Regions from separate parts of the Triticum aestivum genome. Here region 1 is linked to region 2. The links are chromatin contacts, called in public Hi-C maps. All regions are on one chromosome and are shown on one strand. The core of a region is the stretch at or near the end of the contact, and the rest is flanking DNA. Distances in the headings are between cores, read along the strand shown. Region 1 holds the start of LOC123102839 (SWI/SNF complex subunit SWI3C homolog). Region 2 holds the start of LOC123102837 (amino acid permease 4-like).

The links. Hi-C and Micro-C count contacts between places; a contact is called where the count stands out from the background.
Region 1: a Hi-C map of leaf shows a contact between it and region 2, with 7 times the contacts expected there. The contact joins the promoter of LOC123102839 here to the promoter of LOC123102837 in region 2. A contact is called at or near these places in 2 of 5 Hi-C or Micro-C datasets (both in leaf).

What each region holds. Positions count from the first base shown.
Region 1 is chr5A:227,007,161-227,011,897 of IWGSC CS RefSeq v2.1, reverse strand. It overlaps LOC123102839 (SWI/SNF complex subunit SWI3C homolog), which reads left to right and starts at 1,332. Exons shown (of 9, transcript XM_044524274.1): 1 at 1,332-1,633; 2 at 1,736-2,272; 3 at 2,374-2,939. The coding sequence starts at 1,606.
Region 2 is chr5A:226,643,542-226,648,719 of IWGSC CS RefSeq v2.1, reverse strand. It overlaps LOC123102837 (amino acid permease 4-like), which reads right to left and starts at 3,530. Exons shown (of 1, transcript XM_044524272.1): 1 at 1,412-3,530. The coding sequence starts at 3,200. The coding sequence ends at 1,776. LOC123106783 (a long non-coding RNA gene) reads left to right here and starts at 4,309. Exons shown (of 3, transcript XR_006451484.1): 1 at 4,309-4,526. LOC123102838 (aspartic proteinase Asp1) reads left to right here. Exons shown (of 9, transcript XM_044524273.1): 7 at 33-105; 8 at 207-294; 9 at 373-655. The coding sequence ends at 484.

The DNA of each region.
Region 1 (4,737 bases), core at 83-2,582, 370 kb before region 2:
GTCTTAATACTATGACCAACTACAAGCAAAAACATTGCAACTTTCTCTTCCACGGTCACATATACACTATCACGAGGGCCACATCTCTCCCGTAACATGGTGCAAAGGTCATGAAAGTTTCGTTTAGTTAGGCGCAATTGATCATAGCATGCCATTGTAGATCCATCATACTCCCTCCGTCCCAAAATTCTTGTCTTAGATTTGTCTAAATACGGATGTATCAAGTCACGTTTTAGTATTAGATACATCCGTACCTAGACGAATATAAGACAAAAATTTTGGGACGGAGGGAGTACATGCATTTAAGCAAATGTTTCCTATTCCTAATCTTGTCCTCATCATCATTAAAAGTTCCTAGGTCCCCTATTCCGTTGTGTAGTAACAAAGGCTAATGCAAAAGCACATGTTTCAACAAACAATTTAGTCAGAACAATTCTTTTCCTCTCCCGTCTTTTATTTTCTTCATTTATCCACTCAACCAACTCCAATTGATCCGACATTGAGCTGCACAATTCGATTATCTAGGATTTAAACAATGCAGCAAGACATCACATGCACAAATGAATAGAAAACATAGGGGATTTCTGCCATATACCTTCACTTGGCTTGCAGATTGACGCACAGTTCATAGATCTGCACAATATATAAACAAAAAATTTAGTTAACATAGAAGAGAAAGGGAATGAACCAAGTTACATGTACAAGATTGGAGAAAGTAAATCCCGCTGTTGCCTGAGTGACTGTGTCGAGAGGGAGAAGGTAGAGCACGAGGCCGACTGGCGAGAGGGAGAAGGAAGAGCACCAGGCGGGTTGGCCATAGGAGACCTGCGCCTCCGCGACCGAAGCCCTGGTGGTGGCTGTCGTGGTCCTGGTGGTTGGGGACGTGGACAATGTGAGGAGGGAACGAGAAATAGATGGACTGGAGAACTGGCGCCTCCGCCGCCGCGGTCCTGCTGTGGCCGCCGCCGAGGCCCTCGTGGTGGCCCCCGAGATGCGGACGGGGATGGGAACGAGAGGAAGGAGCGTGGAAGGAGATGGGAAGAGGAGGAGGGAGTGGGGCCGAATCGGACCTCGGTGCGGCCGCGGAGATCCGTGGGACTTGCCGCCGAGATCTCTGGTGGTGGCGGCCGAGCTCCCTGGTGGTCGCCCCTGTTCCTCCCTTTTTTTTCTTTTTGCCCGAGGAAGGAGGGGATAAGGCAGCGAAGGGGTATGTTTTGCGGGAAAGGTCAATTCGGATTAAATTGGAGTGCAAGGGCTCAGTATTGTGGAACGAAGAGGTTTGATGGAAGAAAATACAATGCTGAATTTAGGTCTTATTTCCAAGCGACAATTCAGACTGCAGCCAAACAGCTGAATTGCAATTTGGAGAATACCAGTTCCATTTCAGGCATCTCAATTGGGCATCCAAACGCACTGCTAAGGTATTCGGATCTCAGAATTCAGAGGGAGAGCTGTAGGATGGAGTGAAAATTTCGGACAAGAGAGCTCAAATCTCCTCCTCACTCCTCTCGCACGTGCCTATCCGCCCCGCCGTGGCCCCCCTCACTCGCGGGCACACAGTCCAAGCTTCCACCACCGTTTCCGCCTCCGCCGGCGCCGGCGACGATGCCTCGCAAGGCCTCGTCCTCCTCAGGTACGCGTCCCAACCCCTTCGCACCTCGCAATTCTCCGGAACGAGCCCCTTCTCCCGCACTGACGCCGCCCTTCCCTCCCGAAAACCCTAATTCCCTCCCAGATGCGAAGCTCAAGTGGCGGAAGCGGAAGCGCTCACAGGACACCTCCCCATCGAAGCAGTCCGGCGGGGCCGACCACTCCGACGACTCTGACTCCGCAGCGGCGAACGACGAAGACGACGCGCTCCACGGCTCCGCCAACGGGGGCGAAACCCTAGGCGCCCGTGGCGGTGATGACGACACCGTGCCCGACCTCCGGGAGGCGGAGGTGCTCTCCTCAGCGGAGCCCGTCTCTGGCTTCCCCTCGGCTACCCGCCGCACTATCAGCCGGCTCCATCCCTCTGTGCTTGCAGTTATCGCCGCTGATCGTGCCTTGGCGGCTGGTGCCAGCTGTGCTTCGGCTCCGCCTGCACCCGCGCTGGAGAACATTTCGCACGGGCAGCTCCAGGTGCTAGCAGCCATGCTCCCTGACCACCCATCCCTGTCCAACGACCCTGACAAGCCGTCCTCCTATGTCTGCACCGTGCCTCCACTCATGGAATGCCAAGGCGTGCCCAAGCAGTTCTACAGCAAGTTACTCGTCGTCCCCAGACACGCAGGTTTGTTCTTGACGCCAATGATGCTTTCTAGCAAGCTAAAATTGTGGAGCAAATTGTTAATTCTCATTTGTTGGTCATGTGGGATGATTTGCAATTTGCAGATTGGTTCTCGCCGGCGACTGTACACAGGTTGGAGAGGCAGGTGGTGCCACATTTCTTCTCAGGGAAGTCCCCAGGGCATACACCAGAGAAGTACATAATGCTGAGGAATAAGGTGATTGTGAAGTATTTGGAGCGCCCGTCAAGGAGACTTGCATTTGCTGAGTGCCAGGGGCTTGTTACAAGCACGGCTGAATTGTATGACCTGAGTCGGATAGTCAGGTTCTTGGACACTTGGGGGATTATTAATTACCTCGCGGCTGGATCTGTGCACCGGGGCTTGAGGCTGGCATCATCTTTAATCAGGGAGGAGCAAACAGGGGAGCTGCAGCTGGCGTCTGCACCATTGAAGTCAATTGATGGTCTGATTTTGTTTGATCGGCCAAAATGCAGTGCCCGAGCAGAGGATATCGCTTCTGTGGCATCAACTTCGTCTGCTCTGGAGGTGCCAAATGGTGATACTGGCTTTGCAGACTTGGACGAAAAGATTTGGGAGAGGCTGTCTGAGAACTTCTGTAGTTATTGTTCACAACCTTTGCCCAGTTTGCACTATGAATCACAAAAGGAGGTGCGTACAATTATAACACTATGAATTTTTTTCCCGTTCTCCATATATGGGATTATTTATCCACGTTTTTAGAGAAAATCTTTCTCCACATCGTCAGAACTGTTGTTTATGCAATTCTCTTCACATTTTTAATTGATTGGGTTCTTTTGTAGAATGATTCCATATTATTAATTTTCTCACATTGAAAATTTAGTATTGGTTTACCACATGAGTATGCTTGAAGGGTACATTTCAACTCTTAAGCTCATTTGCAATTTTAAGTACCGAGGGCTCGATAGAATGGTTTGATTAAAAGAGTATCAGTGAGTATCACCGTGTTGCAAATTATCAATGTATACTTGCTTTGTAAAGTGACAATTATCATGTTAGTCATACAGGGCTGCACATAAGAATTTGAGGCCCTGGTGCTAAACACAATGTGTGCCCCTACATTTTGAAAATGCCAATAATCAAACAATTATTCTATTTTATTATATAATTGCAACATATGTTTTTCTTACAACAAAGAATTACATTGGACATTCATGGTAAAAGAATTACATTGGATATTTATGGCGGTCTTCAGTCACTAAACTTACCTGAACCTGTATAAAGCATCATCCAGCTAGTATCTCTTGAAATGAAATTTTCATAGTTCATCATTCTGAAAACATCATTTTGAAGTGCATATAACTGCAATATCATTATCATGATTAATTGGTCCTGAATCATTATCTGCACTTTGAGCCTCAACTGATAGGAGGGGAATTAGGAGTAGGGATGGATCCACTACCTCGGATGGTTCTATTGTTTTGCAGGAGAATCACTTAGTGCCTCTTTGATTTAATTGGTTTTCATGGAAATTTTGGAGGATCAGAATGGTTAGAAAATGTTCTCACGTGGCCTGTTTGATCTGTGGGATCTCTTTCTAAGGATTCCTTTGCACTACATTACCTTTCATTGGAAATTTTCCATCCACCAGCTAAAAGAATCCTTTGTTTTTCATGTGCTGCAATCAAACAGACATTATGGCAAACAAAATCCTGTAGGACTCAAGTTGGCATGTCATTATAATCCGTGTGTTTTGGAATCCTGTGAATCAGAAGGACCCTTATCGAGAGAGGTGGGAGGGGGGGGGGGGGGGTTGTTGCCCTAAGAAATGAAATAGAGGGGGGGGGGGGGTACTGCAATTAGTAAGTTCCATGGCCAAATCCTTCCTAGGAAATGGAAGGCTTAAATGGTGTAGATTTCCTTTTAGATGACCGGCTGATGTGCAATATATGAATCACCCTAGGATAAGAATTGATCAGCTAACATTTCAGTTCCTGTACATACATGGACTATTTTCTTTGTATGCTGCTCATCATTAACATTTATTCTATAATATGTTGTAATTCATTGGAGAATGCTATGGTACAACAACAAAATGCGATCAGAAGAGCATGTTTAGAGATCAGTTTGAAGGATAAATAGAAAGAGTCCTTATTTGGCGCATTTATGTGCATTTATTTAGATCTTCCAACAGACAAATTATCTGTAAATAGTTTTTTTTTGCGGGAGTATTATCTGTAAATAGTTGACTTCTCAAATGACTGGATCTTATCCTCCAGCTCGTCTGGAACATCAGCTTTGAGTTGAAAGTGTTACAATGAATCATTATGCTATTTGCTTCAATCTAAAGGTATAATCTTTTCTTGGAATAACATCATACCGATGTTTCTAACTTGCATAAAATACAAACAATTTGTGAAGTGCAACCGCAGTGGCAAAACAAAACCAATTTGAAAAAAATACAACACCACACAAAAATAATGAAATA
Region 2 (5,178 bases), core at 2,281-4,780:
TTACTAAATAGTTGTTGCTATGTTGGTGCCAGAAATACGGGAATGCATGTTTGGGCATCCTTAACGGATCAGAGATTGGACTCAAGGATCTGAACATTGTTGGAGGTAGGAAGTTCAGGCATAACAACCAAGCAACATAGCTTGAAAGTCCATGATCTCTTTCAAATCATGTACAGCAAAATGATGCTACTTCTCTCTTGTTGCAGATATTACAATGCAGGATCAGATGGTGATATATGACAATGAGAGAGGGCAGATTGGATGGATCCGAGCACCCTGTGATAGAATCCCCAAGTTCGGATCTTCCCTTCTGTGATCATTTCACACACCTGAACATATATACCCTTAATTCTCTTCTGTTTATTCAAACAGTGAAAATACCATTCATGGATTTGAGGAAGGTTATTGTTGGCCCCAGTTCCCCAGCATCTTTGGTATTCAGAATGAAGAATGTGCAGCTTACTACCGTTCGTACAAAGAGTGAATAACAAGGGGAGGCCATTGGGTTGATGGATGGACAAAAATAATCATCCAGGGAGGCTCTATACACGAAGTTAGGAACGTGTATTCTTTAGAAAAGAGAGAAAAAAAAATCTGGTAGCCTGTAATCATCGCCATGTGCATATGAAATATATAATTATTCCGTTCTTATGAAGCACAGATGTTACTACTTCTTGTGATTACTTGAGATGTTTTATATGGAGCATATGGCGGATGAGGAATGGCTCTCTTGCAAATTAACCTGGACTGCGTTGCAGGTATTTCTGGAGTTGGCTTTCGGAACTTCAAGAACTGAAACTTGAGCAACTGAACCTGCCCTTGAATGCCAGTCAGTTTATTTCAGTATAATCTGTAGAATTGTTCTTTGTGTGTTAGTCTTTGGCGAAGTTTGTGATGCTTCCAGTTAAATCACCATGTTTCGGAACTGACATTTTTCACATCTAAAGTTATTCGTTGATAGAATTTGTATAACGGTTCATCTTCTGATGTTTCTCTTCAAAATTCATGTGGTTATTTTCCATGGTCAAAGAATGAAACCACCAAACTTTCGTCTCCAGTACAATTACAAATCTCTTCCTTGACTGTCCTTTGGCGAGAATTCTGTGGCGCACCGTGCAAATCGCCTTTAACATTACTTCTCCGAGTACGATCGGGTCGTTATTTGGAACATGGCTGGATGGGATAGAGTCCGATACAGCTAGATATATTCATGTAGGAGTGTATGCGTTGTTACGGGCAATTTGGAACTGCAGAAATGATTTGGTTTTTAACAAAATAACTACTATTCAATTTTTGCAGGTTATATTCCGTGCTACGGCGCTGATCCGTATGTGGTCCTTACTCACTCCGACGGAGGCCAGCGAGCGTTTGGTTACTGGATCTGTCCGGTGTGAGATGGTAGCGCGGGATATCTTTAATCGGTTTGGTTGGCGGTCATGTAATAGGATAGGCAATTAGTTTTCCTATCTTTATTTTACCAGCTGGTTGTGGCTCTTTGGCCTTTTCTTGGTATAGCTTCGAGGTTCTTTGTGATCTCGCCTTTATTTTGTTGAAGACTCTATGACTTTGTTGAACATATTTTATTTATTGAAGTAGCCGTATGCATCGTTCTGATGCAGAGGCCGAGAAGTCCCCTTTTCAAAAAGAAAAAACAATTACAAACGCGCCATGACAACTGACAAGCGTCAATGCATTAGTCTGCACCATCAATGCATACGTAATGAGGAATTCCCTATACTGAAGTATACGTACTTGATGACACCATACTACTCCTACTAGCCACTGAAAGGGCGGAACACCTTGAACGCGCCGACCATGCCGGCGATTGATCCCACGGTGGCGGCCACCGACACGACGAGGCAGGCGACGGTGAGCGCCTTGAGGCAGAGCCACCTCGCGCTCCCGCGCGCCACGGCGCGCTGCTTCATGTACATCTCCACGGGGAAGTAGACGGTGAGCGGCCAGAAGGAGAGCGCGCCCATGAGCCCCACGATGGCGCCGAAGGATGGCATCGCCATGGCGACCAGGGTGGTCAGGCACACGAACGCCGAGCGCCAGACAAGCCGGAGCGCGCTCACCGCGAACGGCCCCACCCCAAGTTCCCGCGTGACGAAGCCGCTCTCTGGCCATCTGGCGGCGGCCCAGCGCTCGACGAAGGCGAAGATGGGCTGGCAGAAGACCTGGTAGGCGCCGACGAGGTGCACGACGATGGCGGCGTTGGCGACGTCCACCAGCCAGAAGGGCTCGTAGAAGCCGAACCCGGTGAGGAGGTTGTCCGGCGCGCCGTTGCCGAAGGACGCGTAGCCCATGTACCCGCACATGACGTAGAACGCCGTGGTGGTGGCCACGCTCAGCGCCGTGGCCTTCTTCATCACGGCTGCCTCCGACGGCGGTGGCGCCTTGATGGTGTCCTGGATCTCGATGAGCACGTTGGAGAAGGAGTAGGCGAAGGCGATGTTGCCCAGCGCCTGCAGGACGCGCCACAGCTTCTGCATCACGGTGACGCCCGCCGTGCCGATGGCGACGCCGGTGAGGGTGCCTCGGAACCCGCCGTTGGCCACGGTCTGGGCGATCCCGAGCCCGAGCCCGATGCCGGAGTAGGTGAAGGACATGGCGGAGGCGACGACGGAGAGCCACCGTATCTGATCGAAGTTGGGTATCTGAGAGAAGACCATCTGCGCGGCGCCGAAGCCGATCATGTAGGGCGTGCTGGAGCTGTGGCACGCGTTGTCGTGCCCCTTGTCGTGGAAGCAGTTGGCCCTCGTGATGGCATGGAAGCTGATGGAGGCGGCGATGGTGTAGCCAATGGTGATGCCGACGAGGTTGGTGTACTGTATGACGCCGCAGAACTTCACCTTGGCGCCGCCGAGGATGGCTCGGACGGCCTCCATGTAGGAGTGGTTCCGGGTGCCGGCGGCAGGGTCGCAGGTGCGGTAGCAGTCGGCGAGAAGCGTGGAGCTGTAGTAGATGACGCCGCCGAAGAGCGCCGTGGTGGTGGGACCCGCGACCCAGCCGAGCTGCGCGGTGGCCCAGGCGAGCGAGAGGACGCCGGAGCCGACGACGGCGGTGACGATGTGCGCGCTTGCGGTGAGGACGGTGCCGGTGCGGCGCGGGCGGCCGTCGTCATCGAGCGCGGCCGCGGCGGGGTCGGCGAGGTTGCCGGCCTCGACAGACACCTCGAGCGGCTGGATGTGCACCATTGCGAGGCTCGGGTTTGGTGGCTTGGATTCACGAGTCACACGAAGTGTACATGCTTTACCGAATCGCAGTGGCACTCTCGCTTCTGTTCAGTGCCTCCGGCAGGAAGGAGGGACGCGAGTTCGAGAAATTGAAGAGGAAGACGAGGGGAATTGCCGTTGGCGCCTTCCAGCTTTTAGTTGCGTGCACCTGTCCAACGGCGTCGCCTCGAGCCCCTGTGCTCTCGTCGTCCATGGACGTGCTCTCCTCGAATGGGCGGTTGGACGACAACTGCTCGGCGAAATGCCAACACAGAAAAAGGAGGAAGAAGGCAAGATGCAAAATTAGATGCCATTTCAGAATGACATGTGTCGATTCTGTGTAATAAGTTGTTGATATTCTAACAACTCCGCATAAAAAATAATCACAGAAATCTAGACATTTATCGATCCATCCATAAGGTAGATCGGCGGCTACTCCTCTAATGCAAAAGTAATTATGCATCATTCGCATACCTGTAGCAGCTTCACATAGATCATATATTAATTGTCTCTCTCTAAAAATATAGAAAAAGGAGTCTGTGCGCCGAGATCCGTCATAAAAGGTCCAAGCCATAGCAAATGAGAAGCTATCCGGCTCGACAAAAAAGCTAGAGTTTCGAGAGAAACCAAAAGTGTCTGATTGCAATAGTTAAAAGAGTAATGCTAGACTTACGTAAGAAAGCTACGCACGTTTACGTAATAACCATTGTGGAAGATTAGGATTGGTTGTTAGAAGAGGCTGGGGCCCACCCCCTGAAAATCCGGAGGGGGGGGGTAGATTAGTTTCGCATGTTTCGTAGACTTACAGGCCCTTCGTAGGTTTAGCATTTTCGTAGTAAAAAAGAAGATAAATCTGACCTTCTTTTTAGGGTAAAATATGACCTTTGTTAGAAAGTAGCGAAAATATAACTTTTTACAAAAAGTTCACCCACTAAGTGTCATACATGTGACACGAAGCAACTTGGTCCAAACATGTTGATCTTTGTACATTCTGGTTGTGCGAATCTTATAGCAACTCACCTGGCTCTAATGCCACGTCAGCGACGTCAGCACACAGGGTCGTGCGGTGGAACCGCTGCTTGCCCGAACGCCCACTCACCCACTATTGTCACCCTCGCCGGTTACTCATTTATCCCCACCGCATTCGACTGCGCGCTGCCTCTCTCGTGGCGGCAGTTGGGTCGTTGGGAGGCTATTCAGCGGCAACTTCTCGGCGAAACCGCGGCGGAAGTGTCATGGAGGTCGGTCCCCATCGTCGGGAGTCCCCACTCAACCGATCCACCTTGTCGACTCCGAAGCCGCGTTGAGGTAACCGCGCGAATCCCTCATTGCTTTCATTTTCGCTCAGTTAACCCCTCGCTGCTCGCGTTTCATCTTGTTGGCGCTTCTCTTTCGACCCCGCTGCGGTTCCATGGTGAATCCGCGACGGAAGGGTGCAGGATGTTGTTCCCCATCGCCGGGGAGTCCCGCCGTGTAGATAGGATAGCCGCAGTTGCATTCCACCCGTGGCAATCTACACCACAACGCCGCGCAATTTTTTGTTCCCCCGATGCACCTCTGTGATTCCGTGGCCATTTTTGGGCGAATCCGCGGTGGAATGGTACGAGATGTCGGTTCTTGTTGCTGGGGGTGCTCCCCGCGGTGTAGCCATTAGTTGGCTTGAGTTCAGAGTTTTGACAGTGTACATGTTCATTCGTAGTGCTTTGATTTTGGTTGATTTGTTCGTTATGTATGAACCCTTGATTTAGAATGTTTTAGTGCAAACATTTGTTCGAGATCTTGCAGAAATTGTTATGTAGCGTGTCTCTGGAATGTTAGGCTTATGGCGGTTTTGCTATGTCAATGTACGCAATCATAGCAATTTGTTCTTGATCCTCAACTTTTGAATAAGAACATGGCAACTCCCTCTTATGGACTTACCATATTACTGAATACAGACATGGTAACCGCTCTCTGGAGC